Linked DNA regions of Mus musculus: all the other regions are linked to region 2. Evidence: chromatin contacts called from public HiChIP or PLAC-seq data. All regions are on one chromosome and are shown on one strand. Each heading gives the region's core, a stretch centred on a gene start, on an enhancer-like site or on the middle of the called end of the contact. The rest is flanking DNA. Distances are from core to core; before and after follow the strand shown.

Evidence for each region. HiChIP or PLAC-seq counts read pairs in DNA pulled down with a chosen protein or histone mark.
Region 1: a contact with region 2 is called in an H3K4me3 HiChIP or PLAC-seq map of embryonic basal ganglia, with 4 times the contacts expected there. The contact joins two enhancer-like sites. A contact is called at or near these places in 8 of 39 promoter capture datasets (the C10 cell line, the HPC-7 cell line, cranial neural crest and 5 more), 1 of 484 Hi-C or Micro-C datasets (bone marrow-derived macrophages), 13 of 115 datasets of contacts at active chromatin or transcription factors (astrocytes, bone marrow-derived macrophages, craniofacial prominence and 10 more) and 1 of 9 other capture datasets (embryonic stem cells).
Region 3: an H3K4me3 HiChIP or PLAC-seq map of embryonic basal ganglia shows a contact between it and region 2, with 2.8 times the contacts expected there. The contact joins two enhancer-like sites. A contact is called at or near these places in 5 of 39 promoter capture datasets (cranial neural crest, frontonasal cranial neural crest, liver and 2 more) and 2 of 115 datasets of contacts at active chromatin or transcription factors (embryonic basal ganglia and neural tube).

Annotation. Positions count from the first base shown.
Region 1 is chr12:12,430,979-12,434,248 of GRCm38.p6, forward strand. All of the region lies in intron 1 of Gm34489 (a long non-coding RNA gene), which reads left to right. Among named protein-coding and RNA genes, the nearest start is that of Gm34489, 12 kb to the left of the region's middle. Within about 2 kb of position 1,808, at least 6 of the 459 cell types and tissues checked have an H3K27ac peak or open chromatin away from gene starts, as enhancers often do. A contact at or near this core is called in embryonic basal ganglia, where this site is marked.
Region 2 is chr12:12,903,094-12,906,211 of GRCm38.p6, forward strand. No RefSeq gene overlaps it. Among named protein-coding and RNA genes, the nearest start is that of Gm40271, 4.8 kb to the right of the region's middle. Within about 2 kb of position 1,693, at least 141 of the 459 cell types and tissues checked have an H3K27ac peak or open chromatin away from gene starts, as enhancers often do. A contact at or near this core is called in embryonic basal ganglia, where this site is marked.
Region 3 is chr12:12,589,720-12,592,753 of GRCm38.p6, forward strand. No RefSeq gene overlaps it. Among named protein-coding and RNA genes, the nearest start is that of Gm34637, 79 kb to the right of the region's middle. Within about 2 kb of position 1,417, at least 59 of the 459 cell types and tissues checked have an H3K27ac peak or open chromatin away from gene starts, as enhancers often do. A contact at or near this core is called in embryonic basal ganglia, where this site is marked.

The DNA.
Region 1 (3,270 bases), core at 558-3,057, 470 kb before region 2:
ACAGGAGACCAGATGCTAGGCAACCATTTGGGTTCTGTTGGGTACTGCAAAAGCAGACCAGAGATTCAAAAAACCCAAACCATTATGTCTGTAGACTCTGAACTGCACTCCCAGAGGGGCATTCTACCCTCTGAAAACTCTCCTCATCCTTCAATAAATAGCACAAGTGTTATTAAACTGTGCTTTTGGAAATATTTGTACCTCCTAGTTAGTGAGGCTAAAGTAGTATACAAACTCACTGAAGTCCCGTAACTCTATGAACCTTCCATTTATTGGGGAGTCAAGGGACGTCTGTGAGTTTGTATAGTACAATACTTATGTATGTTCATGCGTACATTTGTAACATGCATACACATTGTTACCTTGATTAGAATGTGAGAGCTTTGGTAAACTCCCTGAAGATCAAGAAATACAGAAGTAAAATCAAAACAAGGAGAAAGAAGGGGACAGTGACTTGTAGTTTATGCGAAGCAGCGGAGAAAAGTATGCAAGAGGAGATCACACCTGGAGAGACAGAGTCCTAGTCATAGTGAGGGAATGGTCCTTGCAGGGAGCGGGGAGAAGAGCAGCCATAGCAAGATACAAAGAGCCGTGGGTGGGGGGAGGGGTTCCTGGAGTCTTTCAAGAACAATGAGGATGCCTGAGTCGTTGGAGCAGAATGGATGGGTGGATGGATGGACGCATGGATAGATAAATGAATAGATGGATGGATGAGGAGAAACAAGCAGGAGAGTGTGGGGTGGTGAAGTGGACCATATCAGGAAGAAGCACAAGCTATAATGGGAGAGGAGAAAGATCTCTGTGTATCAAGGAGCAAAGCTTCCATATACTGCATAGTGCCGTATAGCATGGTTTAATATTTTCTAGATATTAATATATTCTACTACTGACTGGACAATGACTGTGGACATCTAAGTTGTAGAGATGATAAAGTGAAGGCCAGATGGCCATGGCTTTGCAGCTCTCCTGGCTCAGTCCCATGTAGACATGGCCAGTGTTGCTTAGACACATCCCAAGGACAGAGAGAATGTGCACTCAGATGCACCCACATCATCCTTTAGTGAACATCTGTGACAGGGGCTTAGCCATCTTCCTAGAGTCTTCAGGTTTTTTGACAGGCTGCAGAAGCAGCTGCTGTCCCAGGCATTCTAAAAACACCCAGCTTGTTGCTTCTGTGGATGTTGTTCACCTTCAGACTGGGTGTATCTCATCTGTGCCATGAGGCTGACTTGGCCTGTGCTCACCTGCACTGAGTTCTTTGTCTCCAGTCTCATGAGGCAAAACTGCAGAGATGATGTGAGCCAGCAATAAACAGCCCCCTTGGTGGGATGCTGCCATGCATCTTGCTTTATGATGGATGAAATCTCATCTTTCTCCAAGTTCTGAAGACATTCTTCTCCTAATGATCAGCTGTCACTCTGTCTTTGTGAGGTAGGTAATGGAATTATTTTTAAAGCTTTCACTTAACAGTTTTGCTTTTTGTAAAAAGACCCGCCTGAGAAATGTAAGCGACTTTAGATAGGGAAATGACAACCGTCACTGACATTAAGAGTCTTTCCTACCTGTCCTGTTAAGCATATAAAATATAAATTCCTCTTGCTTGTGACAGCCATTTCAATTCTCCCTGTATGTTACAGAGAACACAGCTAGTAATCACAACTGGGAAGTATGTAGAGCTAGGTTGAGGCTATGTTTAAAGCTTTTTAGCTGTGCTGTTTAAGAAAAACTGCTGCCTCTGGAGGCTAAAGGATCCTTGTTACTGGAGATGATCAAGAGGAGACCATTAGGCAGAATGTAATAGACAGAGTATGTCAGTCAGGGAACTGTACAAGCTGTCTTCAAAAAGCACTTCCTGCTCTAAGATTGTCTCCCATTAGCATAATCTTCCCTTAATCTGAATTTTCTGTTACACGAGACAGATCACAAGATTGTCAATGCCATTTTAATTGCTATGTGCCTTTGCCAATAAGATAAGGCCCATCAGAGTCTGACTGAAGCCAAGCAAATGGATTTGAAGTGGCACATAGGGATTTACTGGGACCTACCACCCACAAGGAGAAGGGGAGGAGAGCCAGTCCCCTCCATGGATGCTTTGTATACCTGTATACCTGTGCGTGTGTGTGACACCTGACTTCACCTATGCTCAACTGCATTGAGTTCTTTGTCTTTGTTTTATCTCAATGATTTATATTTAGAAATGATTTTTGGAACCACAAACTAGTGTTTTAGTCAAATGTGCTACTATTTTGTATTTAAGTAACATAACCCATGCTTACACGTAAGTTTCTTCATGATAAACTGATTAGAGACCGGAACGCAATGAGTTAGGGCTTATCCAAAACTCAAACATTGAAGGTCTAGCCTCCATGGCATTGTGTTTTGAGATGCGGTCTTTAAGGGAAAAGTAGGTAAAATACGTTTATATGAGCCCAACTCTAACCCTGTAGGCTGTTGCTTTAGAAGAAAAAAAAATAGTCTCTGGTTTTTTTTTTTTTTCTTTCCCCCTTCTCCCACTCCTGTCAATGAAATCAGACTGACAAGGTATCTTTAACCTAGGACATGGACCTTCTCCAGGAACCAAATCTGTTGATTCTTTGATCTTGAACTTTTCAGCCTGGAGACTGAGAGATATATTTCTGTTAGATACTCAGCCTGTGGTATTTGGCTATGGCAACCAGATGACACAGCCAGAAAAACCTGAAAAAACACCAAACACGCTAGATAATCCTTTCAAAAATGTACAGCATTTTAAAACATGACTGAGGGCTTTCAGGGGTTATGATGTAGACCTGAACATGCATAGATCTCCCTTCTCTTTCCTGACTTCTATTAGCATAATGGAAACATAAATGTAATTTTAAAAATAATATAGAAAACCCAAGTAGGTGCAACAGAACACTGGAGATTTCTGCAGAGAAGCAGATGGATTCTAGACACCGGGTAACTGGAGTGAAGTCAATGTCCGACCAAAACAGAGGAAAAAGCAGTGCAGGAGAGGGTGCTGTTGGAATCATCAGAGGGCTCTAAACAGACTTCAGACTTGAAGTCTAGGTAGAAAGCCAAAGATGGAGGAATGATTGATATCAGTTACTTACGGAGACGTCTCTTAATGAACCATCTGACTTACTCAACTACCCTTCCCTAGAGACAGCACTTGGGATTATTTGCCTCTATCCAAAGAATATCCCATAATATAACTCTAGGAAACTGGAAGTTTGCAAGGATAAGTTAGATAGCTTAATTATGAAATTCAAAAATTGCTAGGATAAC
Region 2 (3,118 bases), core at 443-2,942:
TACCCAAGGACCTCATTGATTCTTTCCTCGAATGCCCCTCCCTAGATCACATAGGCCACACATCTTAAAGTTTGAAGGGAAGCTGAGATTCAATCAGGGGCAGAATATGGCCGGAAATAGGCTTAAATGTGGACAGAGTGGCTGACCTTGGCATGGTGGGACACTCAGTGAGTACCACCAGTGCTTTCAAGATATATCAATGTGACCTAATTGTTGCTTGCTCTCAGGTTTATAACCAACCCAAATTTCTTTCTTTTTTTTTTTTTTTTTTTTTTTTTTTCCGAGACAGGGTTCATGGTTTCTCTGTGTAGCCCTGGCTGTCCTGGATCTCACGCTGTAGACCAGGCTGACCTCGAACACAGAAATCCGCCTGCCTCTGCCTCCCAAATGCTGGGATTAAAAGGCGTGCGCCACCACTGCCTGGCGCCAACTGAAATTTCTAAGGAAAAACATTTCACAAGGTCAGGTACTATGAAGCTTCACTGTGCACACACAGTAGAGGGTCATAGGCTCTCAGGAAGCTACAGATCTACTGCTGGGACAAACAGGTCCCAGAAGTCCCCAAGGGTCCCAGGCTGGCAGAATCATCAGGAGGGATGACGGAAGTTAGCCTATGGTTCCAAGACTCTGATACCAGGATCTGGGAACTAGACCTCAGTAAGAGGCTGTGGGGACATTCCCAAGAAGGACTGTCGTTAGCCTCCTAAAGGGGGTCCATCTTTCTCTCTTATATGCATAGACACAGATGGAGACATAAGTAGATATACACACAGGGAGAAACACACACACACAAGCACACTGACACATACACACATACAAAGATACACACAGGAACATGGACACACACAGATGGAGGGAGACACACAGAACTAGTGACATTTACACAGATGGGAGACTGACACCCACCAGAACACCAAACCACAAACGGAGACACACACAATCACAGACGTACATATGGACATACAGACACAGAGAACAGAGGCCTTCACGGAAAAAAAAAAAAAACAAAAACTGATGGGGAGAGAAGGAGAGGCTGAGAAGAAGGAAGGAAGGAGGAGAAAGAGAAGCAGAGGGAAAGAATGCAGAGCTCAAAAGGGCCACACAGGAGAGCCCACCCAGGCCTCTGAGGGCAGATGGGGTGTAGACACAACCCTGCCCTCCCTCTGCCTGTTATTTCAAAGGACTACATCCTTCAGGTCCCTCCCACTTGGCAGCTCCTAATTTAAGCCTGTGAAGGTGTTAGATTGGATAATTCCACTATGGGGACCAGAGGAGACTGCCAGGGGTAAAATGACCAGGTGGAATACACTAGGACTAGGGCACATTGAGAAGAGTATTAAACAGCATGGCAGGAAGGGGGAAAGAGACTTCGGAGAGGGCTTCTCTGGGGCCCCTGAACAAGTGCCTGCAACCCTGCCTGGAGGCTGGGAGCGCTGGCAGACCTAGGCGGCGGCGGCGGCAGCAGCAGCCGCTGGCCAGCCTGGTTTCCCTCAGCTACAGACAGCCTGGCTCCAGGCCCACCTCCCGGTGCCCTGGGCCTGACATCTTCTGGGCAGAGCCACGGTGCCCCAGGAGCCATGTGGATGGTGTTAGTAAACACGCTTTCTTGCGCCCAGCCTGGCAAGGCCTGTGGGCAGCGGGAGGGCGTAGAGCTGGCAGCTCCCACGGCTGGGCAGGAGGACGGGAGGGTGGACCGGCGGGCAGACGGGCGGGCAGGCCGCCCTGCACAGCCAAGCCAAGGCCCAGAATGGAGCAGCTGCTCCTGTCACCATGGAGACGGAACTGAACAATGAGCAGCCAGAGATGCAGCATGGCTGCCTGGCACCGCGGCCACACTCCCGCCAGGCCCTCACACCTACACACAGGAGCTCATGCACTCACCCTCATGTGCGCCTGCATGCATGGACGTACGTGCACATATGCGCACACACGCATGCAGAGTTCCAGGAAGGAGAAAGAAATAGAGAAACCGGGTAAGGACAGTAGAATCTATAGAAAAGGAAGGAGAATGTGAGATGAGGTTCACAGCCTTACAGTTGCAAAGTTGAGCAGAAAAAAAAAAAAAAATCTCACCCTTTGATTCTGGCTAAAAATACCTTAAAAAAAAAAAAGGCAGCTTTGCAGAGGGTCATGTGGTGCCCTGGATTCTTGTGTAACAGGAGAGCTGAAGGGGTTCTAATTAGCAAAAGGCATCTTGAGTCCCATCCCCTTCCCCCTTGACGCGGGTTGCTGAGAGACCCTCACAAAGCTGTTAGTCCCCAGGAAATGAGGATACATTGTTAAAAATGAGCCTAAATCCCAGGTGATTCCTCTCTCCAAGACAATGCAGAGAGGAGGCTGGCTGGCTCAGCCACGGGCTGGAGAGGAGTCGGAGAAAGGCCCCCGTCCAAGTCCTTTAAGAAAAAGTAACCAGTGGCATCCGGGCAGGGAAGGTGGGTGGGCATCAGCTTGTAGTGCACAGGGGCACCTTCTGGGCAAGTTCCCCTTCTGTGAACTGGTGAACTCTTAGCCCCAGCAGCTCCTAGATCCCCAGATATTACCTGCTCCTGCCACTCAGAGGAGCATACAGAAGTTTATGAACACTGAGGAAACAGACAGGATTACCATGAGTTCAAGCCAGGTGTTGGTTACAAAGTGAGACCTTGTCTCAAAAAGCACAAAAGAAGGCAAAGAAAGAAAAGAAAGGGGGAGGGGGTTGGAAAGAAGGGAGGAGGCAGGAAAAAGGGAGGGGAAGGAAGAGGAGAGGAGAGGAGAAGGAAGAGGAAAGGGGAGGGGAGGCCAGCCGATATAGGTATAGACAGACATCTCCCTAACTATCCCTTCCAGCCTGGTATCTGGAAACTCAGTCTGCTCTTCTCAGCATCTCTGTCCAGGGGCTGACAGACGCTGTATTTCAGCATTATCTTAAGCTTCCAACAGGCTACTTATTTTTTCCTGGCTTCACCTATTTCTCTTCTTCCTTCTGGGCAGGTGAATGCTGTGTGAAGATAGCTATCCTGGAGGCCTGCTGGATTCCTTTAGTGGAAAATAGGAAGACTTACCAGTTGACCTGGCGCTACTGTCTACACCGACTTCCAGTTCAGAAAAAGCAAATTCTCAGAAGACTCTCAGGAAGTAG
Region 3 (3,034 bases), core at 167-2,666, 310 kb before region 2:
AGCTATGAAGAAGGTTTCACCCATACTGGGGTGAGATGTTTTAGTGGCACAGCTGTTAAGTCATCTCTCACTCATGCTCCATAAGTAACTCATTGGTTTTTCCAATGTGGACTTTGGTGGAACAGTTATGTTGGCCGGTGGTTGGTGCCCAATCTGGGGCGACTATACATTTATTCATTTCTCCCCAAGAAGAGTTCACGTAATACCGATTCATGTCTGCTCATAACTGGAGTATATGTTGAAACCCTGTCTTGAAGGAAGGGAAGAGACTTGATGCCTGCTTCACATAGCTCAACAGTCCAGGGAGTGGCCAAATGGTACAGGGGTTCAGAAAAACCACAGCCTTGGGGTGAAGGTATCAGATACTGGTCCACTGACAAGACGAGACCTTGGATGGGGCAGCTGACCTCCCCAAAGCTGTGGCTGTGCATCTTAGGAATAGGATGAGGATGGTCTTTGCATTTTAGGGTGGATGTTAAGGGTTACAGAAGATGACACGTATGTATATCAGCACCAAGTAATCTCTCATTCTTCAGAAAAGTGGCCAGAGCTAAAGGAGTAGGCTGTGTATCCAGAAGGAAGAGTTTACTGCCCTTTAAGCATTGACAGACAGGAGCATGGAGACTAACCTGTGATTCCTCACACTTCTACAAGTTTGGAGATAGGACTAGTAGCATGAAGAAGTTAACTGGGTCACACTGAGTACAGTATACGAACTGTAAGCACCGTCTAAGCCATGGTCATAATAGCAGGTTTTGTCTGAGCATCATAGCAATGGCCCCTGTACTGAGAGCCCTGGAAGGTCTTCCCATTGCCTTGCATTTACTGAATGGCTGTTGTGTGTTAGACATATCACACAATTTTGTACAGCATGGTCATTGTCATGTGAAGTGATGACATTGTCTCCATCATATTTGCTAGGTAAGAAATCCACAAATCTCATTCGCCCCCCAGCCTCAAAGCTATAATCTAGACCTTGACCTACCAGCCAAAGTCCAGGCTTCCTCCCATTGACCCCTCTGTCTTCATCCTGTTGTAAACAGATCCTGCAGAAGTGTAGGAACACTCAGCATGCTCCCTTGCATTCTGTACAGATGTTTTCACGGCCTTTTCTTTTCTTTGGGAGACAGATATTGCCGCCCCAGTCATACAAGAGGGACCAGAGAATGAAACATTGTAAGCAATTTGCTGGAGGTCACAAAAGCTTCAGTATCTGTCTCACCACCTTCCCCTCAAAAAGTACAGAGAGTAACATGCAACTGCCTCTTTCCAAAACGAAGGCGCTTTATGAGTCATATCCTGAACTCCCATTCAGAATTTGGAAAGCCCCTCACGAGGAGCAAGATGTGTGCCCCCAACCACTAGGAGATGTACACACAGCCCCTACCTTTGGGGCTGGCAGCATCCGATGCTGCTTTAATTAGATCGCCATGGTAACAAGCTGCAGGAGAACAATAGACAGTTGTGTACTTGGGAGAATCATCAGCCTCAGACAAGGCCCTGCTAACTGTAATTATGCTGGAGTGGAAGCCAGTCTTTGCTTCTGGGGAGAATAAATCGCCATCCTTGCTCGCCTCGCTACCTTCTGATGGTATTGGAACATCAGGGCTCAGGACTCCAAGTGGGTTTATTGTCTGCATTCATATTGTGAAAGCTTCAACTGCATGTGCAAATGAAAATCTTTCCATTCTGGGCTCTGGACTGTATATTCCCAAAGGAGAGCCATGAGCAAAGTGGAAAGGAAAGAAAGAAAGAAAGAAAGAAAGAAAGGAGGGAGGGAGGGAGGGAGGGAGGGAGGGAGGGAGGGAGGGAGGGAGGGAAGGAAGGAAGGAAGGAAGGAAGGAAGGAAGGAAGAAGGGAGGGAGGGAGGGAGGGAGGGAGGGAGGGAGGGAGGGAGGGAGGGAGGGAAGGAAGGAAGGAAGGAAGGAAGGAAGGAAGGAAGGAAGGAAGGAAGGAAGGAAGGAAGGAAGGAAGGAAGAACAGCCCCACAGGTAATATTTATTGAGTATGCAAGGGCCAGATGTTTTCTGCAATTCTTCTCCTGCTTCAAGCATCACCGTGGGCATCATGAACCTTTTATTAGATTCAACTGAGGGTGGTGCTTTGTGCTGTGAGTCACTAAAGAGCCAGAGGACAGTATGACCCCTATACATTCGGAGTCCCTAGTGTCCCTGAGCAGAACTGCTCCTCAAGGATAAAAGGAATCAAGGCATTAGCTGTATTTCTGAGGCAGCCAAAATTCTGAGTCTTTCCTGGGATGAAATGCGATAGTTTTCTTTTAGTCGGGTTCGTTTTGCTAGTCTGATAAGAGACAGTTTACTGTGGTCATCAGAGCCATTGAGACTCATAAATAACAGAAAGATCATTTAAAAATAAATTACCAACCGAAAGCTGGGGAAATGCATCCTTGGATTCTTGCCCTCCAGGCTTGCCATAAATTTGTTGTCTTTTCAGCCCTGCAGTGACCAGGGTCGTAGGCCATAAAGATCTTCCAAAGAGAAATGCCCCAGCAACATGGGGCATGCAGGAGTTATCAGAAAGGCATTTGAGTCTCTACTGTCAGCCTGGCTGAAGGTGCAGGCTTCAAGCTGGGGAATCAGGACATGCAGGGCCCACACTCAGAGCATCCAGCTTCAGTTTCAGGGCAAACACTCTGGTACCCTATTTAATTTGCCAAAAGGACAATCATTTCTATTCTGCAACACCAAGCCCGATTCGCTTAAATGGAAAATGAGTTTGTCTTGGATTTGATTTTTTTTTTCCTAAACAGTTCTGTTATATAGCAAGAAATGGGAGAGAGGGGAGAGAGAATATCTGTATGGCAGTGTCTGCCAGGGTTGCAGGTCAGTGAGGCAAGTAGAGGTAATGGCCAGTCATCAGGATCTGCCTCCCAAAGGCAGTCTTACACTGTGCATGAGATTGTGCGCATTATGGTGGCCTCACGAACTGCTGGACAAGTGATAAGGCCAGTATAGGGCCATCTCATCTGCTGCCTCACTGGGTTCAGAGGTCTTAGTGAACAAGTAGCCTCCAG